Regions from separate parts of the Sus scrofa genome. Here region 2 is linked to region 1. The links are chromatin contacts, called in public HiChIP or PLAC-seq maps. All regions are on one chromosome and are shown on one strand. The core of a region is the stretch at or near the end of the contact, and the rest is flanking DNA. Distances in the headings are between cores, read along the strand shown. Region 1 holds the start of PMAIP1 (phorbol-12-myristate-13-acetate-induced protein 1). Region 2 holds the start of LMAN1 (protein ERGIC-53).

Region 1 (3,620 bases), core at 553-3,052:
AATCTCTGAGACCTAATAAATCTCTTGTAAGCTATCTTTCTTTATAGGCTACGGCGTCAAGCATTTGGAGAAGTATCTACAAAGACATGTTTTTTTCAGTGAGTGGAATATATTAACATGCTATCCTAAAAAACAAAAACAGAAACAAATTATCACTTAGCATACAATTTTGGAAGCCCTGAATTGTAAGAGGAAAAACTATCCCTTTCATTAAAAAGGGCAGATAATAGCACCTAGTTCTTTCCTTTTTGTTTTTTACATCTATAAATGTATTAATTTTTTGTTACATCTATAAATGTATTAATAAAAAATGTAACTGTGTGGTGATCGATGTTAACTAAACTTACTGTGGTAATCATGTCATAGTACACACATATATCAAATCATGGTGTACATCTAAAACTAATACAATGTTACATGTCACTTATACCTTAATTTTGGTTTTGTTTGTTTTTTTGTTGTTTTTACTGTATTACTGTCTAACCAAGTTTAAGAGGGACCTTTCTGCTGTCTCTTATTAATAGGGAGTAAGTCGGCTCTTGAAGATGATGGGAAATTTTTTGAAACATGGCCAGATTTCTGGGCCAGCACAAAAGACGGGCAAAGTTTCTTCCCTCCCAAGCAAGAGTCAAGAGAGCAGCCTGGTGCCAGCTTTGCCATGACCACACGGGCAATGCACCACTTCCTTTGAGCGGTCCATGGGCTCTAAAAAGTTAAACTAAGTATAAAACGGCCTATTACCATCTGATGTAACAGCAGTATGACCCACACAGATTTCCAGCTCAGAGACTTATTTGCCTTCTTTGCAACTGCTCCTTAGGAGCAGATGGCTGCTCCATTTGATAAGATTTATAAGGAAACCGACCTTAAATTATTTGATGAGGTACACGGATGGGGAAGGGCAGAGGAACGGGTGGATTGAAAAACATTGCGGACCAACTCCTGTTCTCCTACCCCATTTCTGCAGCTAATATCGATTGTTAAAATGTTACACTTCTAACAAAGAAGAAAAACTTTCTATTATCCTGATTTCACCAGTCCTTGTGGGACCTCCAACCCCTCCGTCAGTTTTTTGTGGAAGGCCTGTGATAGTATCAAGCATTATTACTGCCTGGGGTAGGGGGGTAAGGCTCAAAAGATCCAGAATACGGGAGGGAGAGGGCCTCCCTCAGAAAACGCTGGGAGGCCAGGAAGCTCCTGGAGCCTCTCTCGGCCCCACCCGCCATGGCAATGACTTTCTCCGCGTGGCTGGCGCCCGTACTTGCTCTTTTTCTTCCCATGGCCCAGGGGCAGAACAAGTGGGGATGGGAAAGCTGATCTCAGCATCCTCTGAAATGCTGCTGCATCCCAACCCTAAGCCGGACTCCCTCCCTGGTCATATCCACGGTCCGCGGTTAAACCCCTAAAGAACTTCCTGCCGGCGCCCCTAAAACATGTGCAAGGGCACAGCGCCGGCCTGACCTTGAGGCCCGGCGCACATGGGGTGACTCCGCCCGGACCGAGACCTCGACCCCAGCCTCCGCCCCGGGTCAGGATCTCCGCGGGCCCCAGCTGCTCTCTACCTGGCGGGAGGGCCACCCGCGTAGGGTTCGTCTGAGTGTTCCTACGAGACCTCCTTCCAGGCATCTCCGCAAACAGCAGCCGGAACTTTGCCGCAAAACTCCGAGAACTCAGTCCCCGGACCCGAGCACCTTGGCTCTGCAGGTAGCAGGCTGCGCGCGGGGCGGTCGGGCAGAAGCGAGCAAGCGGGAGAGAGCTAGAAAAGCAACACCCTGAACGCCCAAAAGCCTCTGAGGTTGGCGCTCCCGCCGCTGCCCGCGCTCCGACCTAATGGGGACTTCCCAGTGACGTAGAGAAACTTGACGCCGGGCCCGCCCCTGTCCCCGCCCCCTCGGACCAGCGCGCAAAGGGGCGGGGGGAGCGAGTAACTGGCCCAGCGCAGCGCGCGGTGCAGCGCGACCCGCCGGGACCCGCTGGCGACCTGCGGCGGCGCCGATCCGCGGCGGGGGGCGCCGGGAGCTTGGCGGGAGAGGCAAGGCCCAGCCTGGAAATTACTTCCTTGACAAACGAGTCAGCTGCAGACTTGTCGGGGTGTAGGAGTCGCGAGCGGAGAAAGGTTCTCCTAGCAGAAGGTTGGGGATGGGGAATCCTGGAGCTTCGTCCTTATCAGAAATGGGCAATTAGCGACGTCTGTAAACAAACCCCGAAAAGAGTTTAGAAGAGGACAGTTTTCAAACTCCGAGAACTTAGGAAGTTTCTGGGACGTGAAATGAAGAAAACTTTAATAACCATAGAGATGGTACCAGAAGCCAAGTGAGAAAAGTACCAGATTGAAACTGAAACTATTGGGAAATTGTTGCAAATTGAAAACTCGGAGCACGCGAGCAAACACTTTAGATTTGGGAGGGGGAGGGAATGTGAATGAGGGAGGGGGCTAACTAATTCACGGCTGGGTTGAAAAAGTAGAGCGTTTATTCCCCATGGGTCTCCTGACCATTGTAGATGTTTAGTAACACAAAAAAAGAGTAGGTCATCGTGTAGAAAACTTTCAATGCTTTGGTGGAGGAAAGAATGAGGAATCTGGGAATAGGAAGTTATTTGCACGATGTTTGGCTGGCACTTGAATACTTTTGTTTTTGTAAAAAGGAGGAGTCATTTGGAATGGTCATAGGTATTGAGGACCCCTTCATGCTAAGGGATTCCGCAGGCATTTCCTATTCTGTCCTCAGAACTACCCTACCAAGCTGGCATTCTTAGCATCGTGTGGCCACTTTAGATCGTGTGGTTCAAAAGCTGAAATTTGCAGAGATCGAGTTGCCTCAGCTCACACAGGCAGAGATCAGTGGCAGAATCTGAACCCTGGCAGGCCCATACCGAGCAAGCCCTCTTACCCACTGCCGCCTTACCAGGAATCAGTGTTTTAGAAAAAGAGTGTTCTTTTATTATCTGCCCTGAATAATGCAGAGGCTGTAAATTGGTTGCTTAGAGCTCCATGACTTTCTAGAAGTGCTTGGTTTGGTTCTCCGTATTGGTCTACCAGATGTCTTGTGAAAATTCGAATTGGTTTTCCAACATTTAAAAATGGAGAGATTACATTAAAAGTCCAGATTTCTGGCTTCCTTTAGGAAATCATTAGTTCCTGACAACGCAGGATCCGTTTTCCTAAAGAGCAGAGCGGGCTGGAGGCTGCCATTCCCCGTAGAGAGACATTGGGCGGGGTCACTCAGGTTGGCCACGCTCCCTGCTGTTTGTTTTTCTCATTTACTTGATCTGGCCCCAGTAGGCATTTGAACTTGTTTGTTTACCTTAAGTCACTCAATCAACACAAACCTGCAGGTTTTTATTTGTGGCTTGGTCCTGCAGAAATGTAGACAATGCTATAAGCATGGAACAAAACTACTCTTGAATTTAAACAATTTGGTTTTGAGTGTGATGAACACCCAGGGATAAGAATACACAAAATTCAGGAGTTAACCACCACATGTCACAGGAAGCCCAAGAGAGATGCAGCTTATCTTGAACCTGGTAGCCCCCCAAAATTCTCAAGGCTCTTTTTGACTGACACCGTTGGATCCCTGATTAGATAAATTAGTAAACTTCTCATCAACTCCTGCACCCTG
Region 2 (3,620 bases), core at 733-3,232, 420 kb after region 1:
TGGCTGTGGCGTAGGCTGGCAGCTATAGCTCCAATTTGACTCCTAGCCTGGAAACTTCCATATGCCATGGGTGTAGCCCTAAAGAGACAAATAATAATAATAATAATAATAATAAGCTAGTATGTGCAGAGTGCTTAGTGCAGTTTCTGGCATATAGAAAGCATTCATTATGTATTTTCCATAAAGATTAATAACATTTCTTTAACAAATATTTATGGATTCTTCACTCTTTTCAAGGTACAGAGCTAGTTCCCACAGAGATGAAAGAACTAAAGCTAAAAATGGTTAAATTCTCTCTCTCTCTCTCTTTTTTTTTTTTTTTTTTTTTTTTTTTTTTTTTTTTGCTTTTGGGGCCACACTCTCGGCGCATGGAAATTCCCAGGCTAGGGGTCAAATCGGAGCTGGGCTGCTGGCCTATGCCATGGCCACAGCCACAGCCACACAGGATCCAAGCCGTGTCTGCAATCTACACCACAGCTCATGGCAACATCAGATCCTTAAACCACTGAGCAAGCCCAGGGATCGAACCTTCGTCCTCATGGATGCTAGTCAGATTCGTTAACCACTGAGCTATGATGGGAACTCCTAAAATAGTTAAATTCTATGGACTGAAAACCCTGGAGAGCCTGGGGCAATGACCCACATATTCTATACAGACAATAAATATTTGTTCCTACTGTTGCTGAGGTGGTATGAGGAGTGTACTTTCATTTAGATACATCTGAAAAATGAAGAGTGGAGAGCCATAACTTAAAGATTTGATATTTGACAACCAGAAAGAGATTTAATAGTAATGGTTCATGAATCTGGAGATGAGAAGTTGGGAGGTTAATGAAAAATAATTAAAATAATGTGGGCATACAGTTCCTAGGGCAAGTGTGGTACTCATGGCCCCATTAAAAGCTAATGAAATAAACCATTTAAATCATACTTATTCTCAGATTTTTTAAAAAATTAAGACATTTATGAAAACAAAACTCTGGATGATCATTAATACTTTGACAATATTTTTCCTAGGTAAGGAAAAGAATCCTCTTTAAAATGCAAACCTTGTCGAATCAGAGAACAATACTATTTTTTTTTTTTTCTTTTTTGGCCACCTTCACAGCATGATTAAGTTCCAGGGTCAGGGATGGAACCTATGCCACAGCAGTGACCCCAGCCGCTGAAGTGACAAGGCTAGAGCCTTAACCCGCGGGAGCCACAAGAGAATCTGTAACAACAGTATCTCCAGGGTCCAGGTTCTATTGGTTCCTCCCTTCATGGCACATAATTCCTCTTATCAAAACTAAACAAAAATCAGTTTCATTTGAATCATTATTGCTATGGTTTTAAAAATTGGAAAGCTATTGGAATTACATTTTGAGAAAGGTAAAAGTTTAGTAATAAATTCATACCTGATTCAACACCAACAAAAGGATCCTAGGTCTCTCCAGCCCTGTGGATCGCTGGTTCCAGTTTGAAATGCCCTAACACAAGCTGGTGTAGCTCATTGGGCTGGGACTCTTAGTGTTCAGATTACGCTTCATTTCTAGAAAGACTGGCTTCTGCAAAGCCCACCTAATGAAAACCAGCTACTGAACAATTGGTATCAGGTCGAAAGGAATGCCTAGGTTTATTATGACCAGGGTGGACTGATGTGGTGTGTCCACAGCTGTCAGAGCTCAAGAATTCTAAGGTATATTAAGAGATACGAAAAAGCTCTTGCAGGTAGGCTTCGGGTCACCTCCTCCACTACTCCACGTCACATGGCAAGGGAACGCTGGAGCCCCTTTCCCGCCCTGGGAGAGGAGAAGAGAAGCACGAGGACCTTGACGCCCCGGGCCCGGTCCCCTATTACGTGGCCACGCCCCCAGATACTCCGTTTTCCCAGGTCGCCAGGATAGCAAAGGCTGAGGGCGGGTCTCACCTTTGCCCTCGGGGTCTCCCGGGCTCCGCCAATCAGCGAGCGCCCTGTTGGCCGTCCGGAGCTCCCGCCCGCCTCCTCCCGCCAGCGTCCGCTTACCAGAATCCAAGATGGCGAGATCCAGGCAAAGGGGTCTCCAGACTGGAGCTCGGCCGCTGTTCTGCGCCTTGCTGCTGTCGCTCTTTCGGTTCGTTGGGGGCGACGGCGTGGGAGGCGACCCCGCGGCTGCTGGCTCCACGGGCTCCTCAGCAGCGCAGCCACATCGCCGTTTCGAGTACAAATACAGCTTCAAGGGACCGCACCTGGTGCAGAGCGACGGGACCGTGCCCTTCTGGGCCTACGCGGGGAGTAAGCCGGGGCAGAGGGCGGGGGGATCTGGTCCCTTCCCTGCCTTGAGCCTCTTCTTCTTCACCTTCTCTCCGCTGCACATCGTACGCGCGGTGGAGGGGACCCTTCTCAGCAGCCCCTCCTGCAGGCCGACTCTGGTCCGCAAAGTTCCCTCCATCTCCCCCCAAGTCTTCCTCACATTCTCTCCACCCACCTTCCTCCTGTCCTCCCTTCTTTGATGTCTGTGCTTTCCGTTTGATCTAGAGGTTTTTCGTTACTTCCTACACTTCCAAAGGCTCACCTAAGCCCGCTTCTAGGCATCACGTTTCACCCTAACGCCACGTCTCAAGGGAAAACGTTTCCCTCGCCCCCACTCCTATCCATTCCAACCTGAGACCTGGTCTAGCAGCCCTCCACCTTCTTTCCTGCTTCCCCTCGGCCCTCCTCTGCTTTTTTCCCTTCGGGGTTAGCGGTAGGTAATGCTCCAGTTTGTACCTGATGCCCCCTGACGGCTCCAGAGTTGGCATGTGTTGGCTTTAGAGTAGTCTTTAGTTCAGAAGACATTCTTCTAACCCTGTTGGAACTGTACCTTAAATTTGCCTTTCTCAGTGACTTGATATGGTCTTCGATCTTTTATCTTGTATTAACACAGTATGTAACTTAATAGTGACACTCCTTGCTTTATTTAGTAGAAGAGTGTTGTTTTGTGGGTTTTTTTAATATTGATTGAGAACGAGGCTAAGAATAACATATGTAAAGCTATTTTTTGTTTTGTTTTTAGTTTGGGGGGAGAAATTATTTCAATTTCTCCTGTACTCCATGTTTTATTCACTCTGTGTTTGGCACTGTTAGACGCTGTTGATGGCTAAGTGCCTTGCTAGATATTTACATATGTGAAAGAAAACATATCTGTACTTTAGTGCTGATGTGTCACTGCTGACTAAGGAATCAGCGGTAGCACTTGGCACGCCATAAACTGTTCAGTGACCATCAGATACAACCTTTGAAACAAGTGGCAAGTCTTCAAATCGGTGGCAATTTGAATTCCATCTTTATGTGTTATAAAGCAATCATTTATATAAGGTTTGTATACATCATCTGAGATCATCCAGTGCTGGAAACAAAATGTTTCATTTCTAGAAAGTAATTGCTGAATAGGAAGTACACTTTTAGGAAGAGCTATTTCACTGAAATTAATGTATTAATTACATTAAAAGGCATGGAATTAAGTATTTGAAATAAAATGCAGTTACTTTGTTACTCAGCAGACATTTATTTTATGCCCACTCATCAAGGTTATATAGTTGAGTGTTTTTTTAGCAAGGTAGCATTGTTCTTAATACACAAATATGATGCAGGTGTACCCAACAAAGGTTTGGGGGATTTC

What was found. HiChIP or PLAC-seq counts read pairs in DNA pulled down with a chosen protein or histone mark.
Region 2: an H3K27ac HiChIP or PLAC-seq map of alveolar macrophages shows a contact between it and region 1. The contact joins the promoter of LMAN1 here to the promoter of PMAIP1 in region 1. A contact is called at or near these places in 1 of 5 promoter capture datasets (liver), 1 of 47 Hi-C or Micro-C datasets (liver) and 1 of 2 datasets of contacts at active chromatin or transcription factors (alveolar macrophages).

The regions. Positions count from the first base shown.
Region 1 is chr1:161,186,336-161,189,955 of Sscrofa11.1, forward strand. It overlaps PMAIP1 (phorbol-12-myristate-13-acetate-induced protein 1), which reads right to left and starts at 1,803. Exons shown (of 2, transcript NM_214147.2): 1 at 1,563-1,803. The coding sequence starts at 1,626.
Region 2 is chr1:161,605,140-161,608,759 of Sscrofa11.1, forward strand. It overlaps LMAN1 (protein ERGIC-53), which reads left to right and starts at 1,983. Exons shown (of 14, transcript XM_021099870.1): 1 at 1,983-2,254. The coding sequence starts at 2,017. LOC106509065 (a long non-coding RNA gene) reads right to left here and starts at 1,877. Exons shown (of 3, transcript XR_001306290.2): 1 at 1,398-1,877.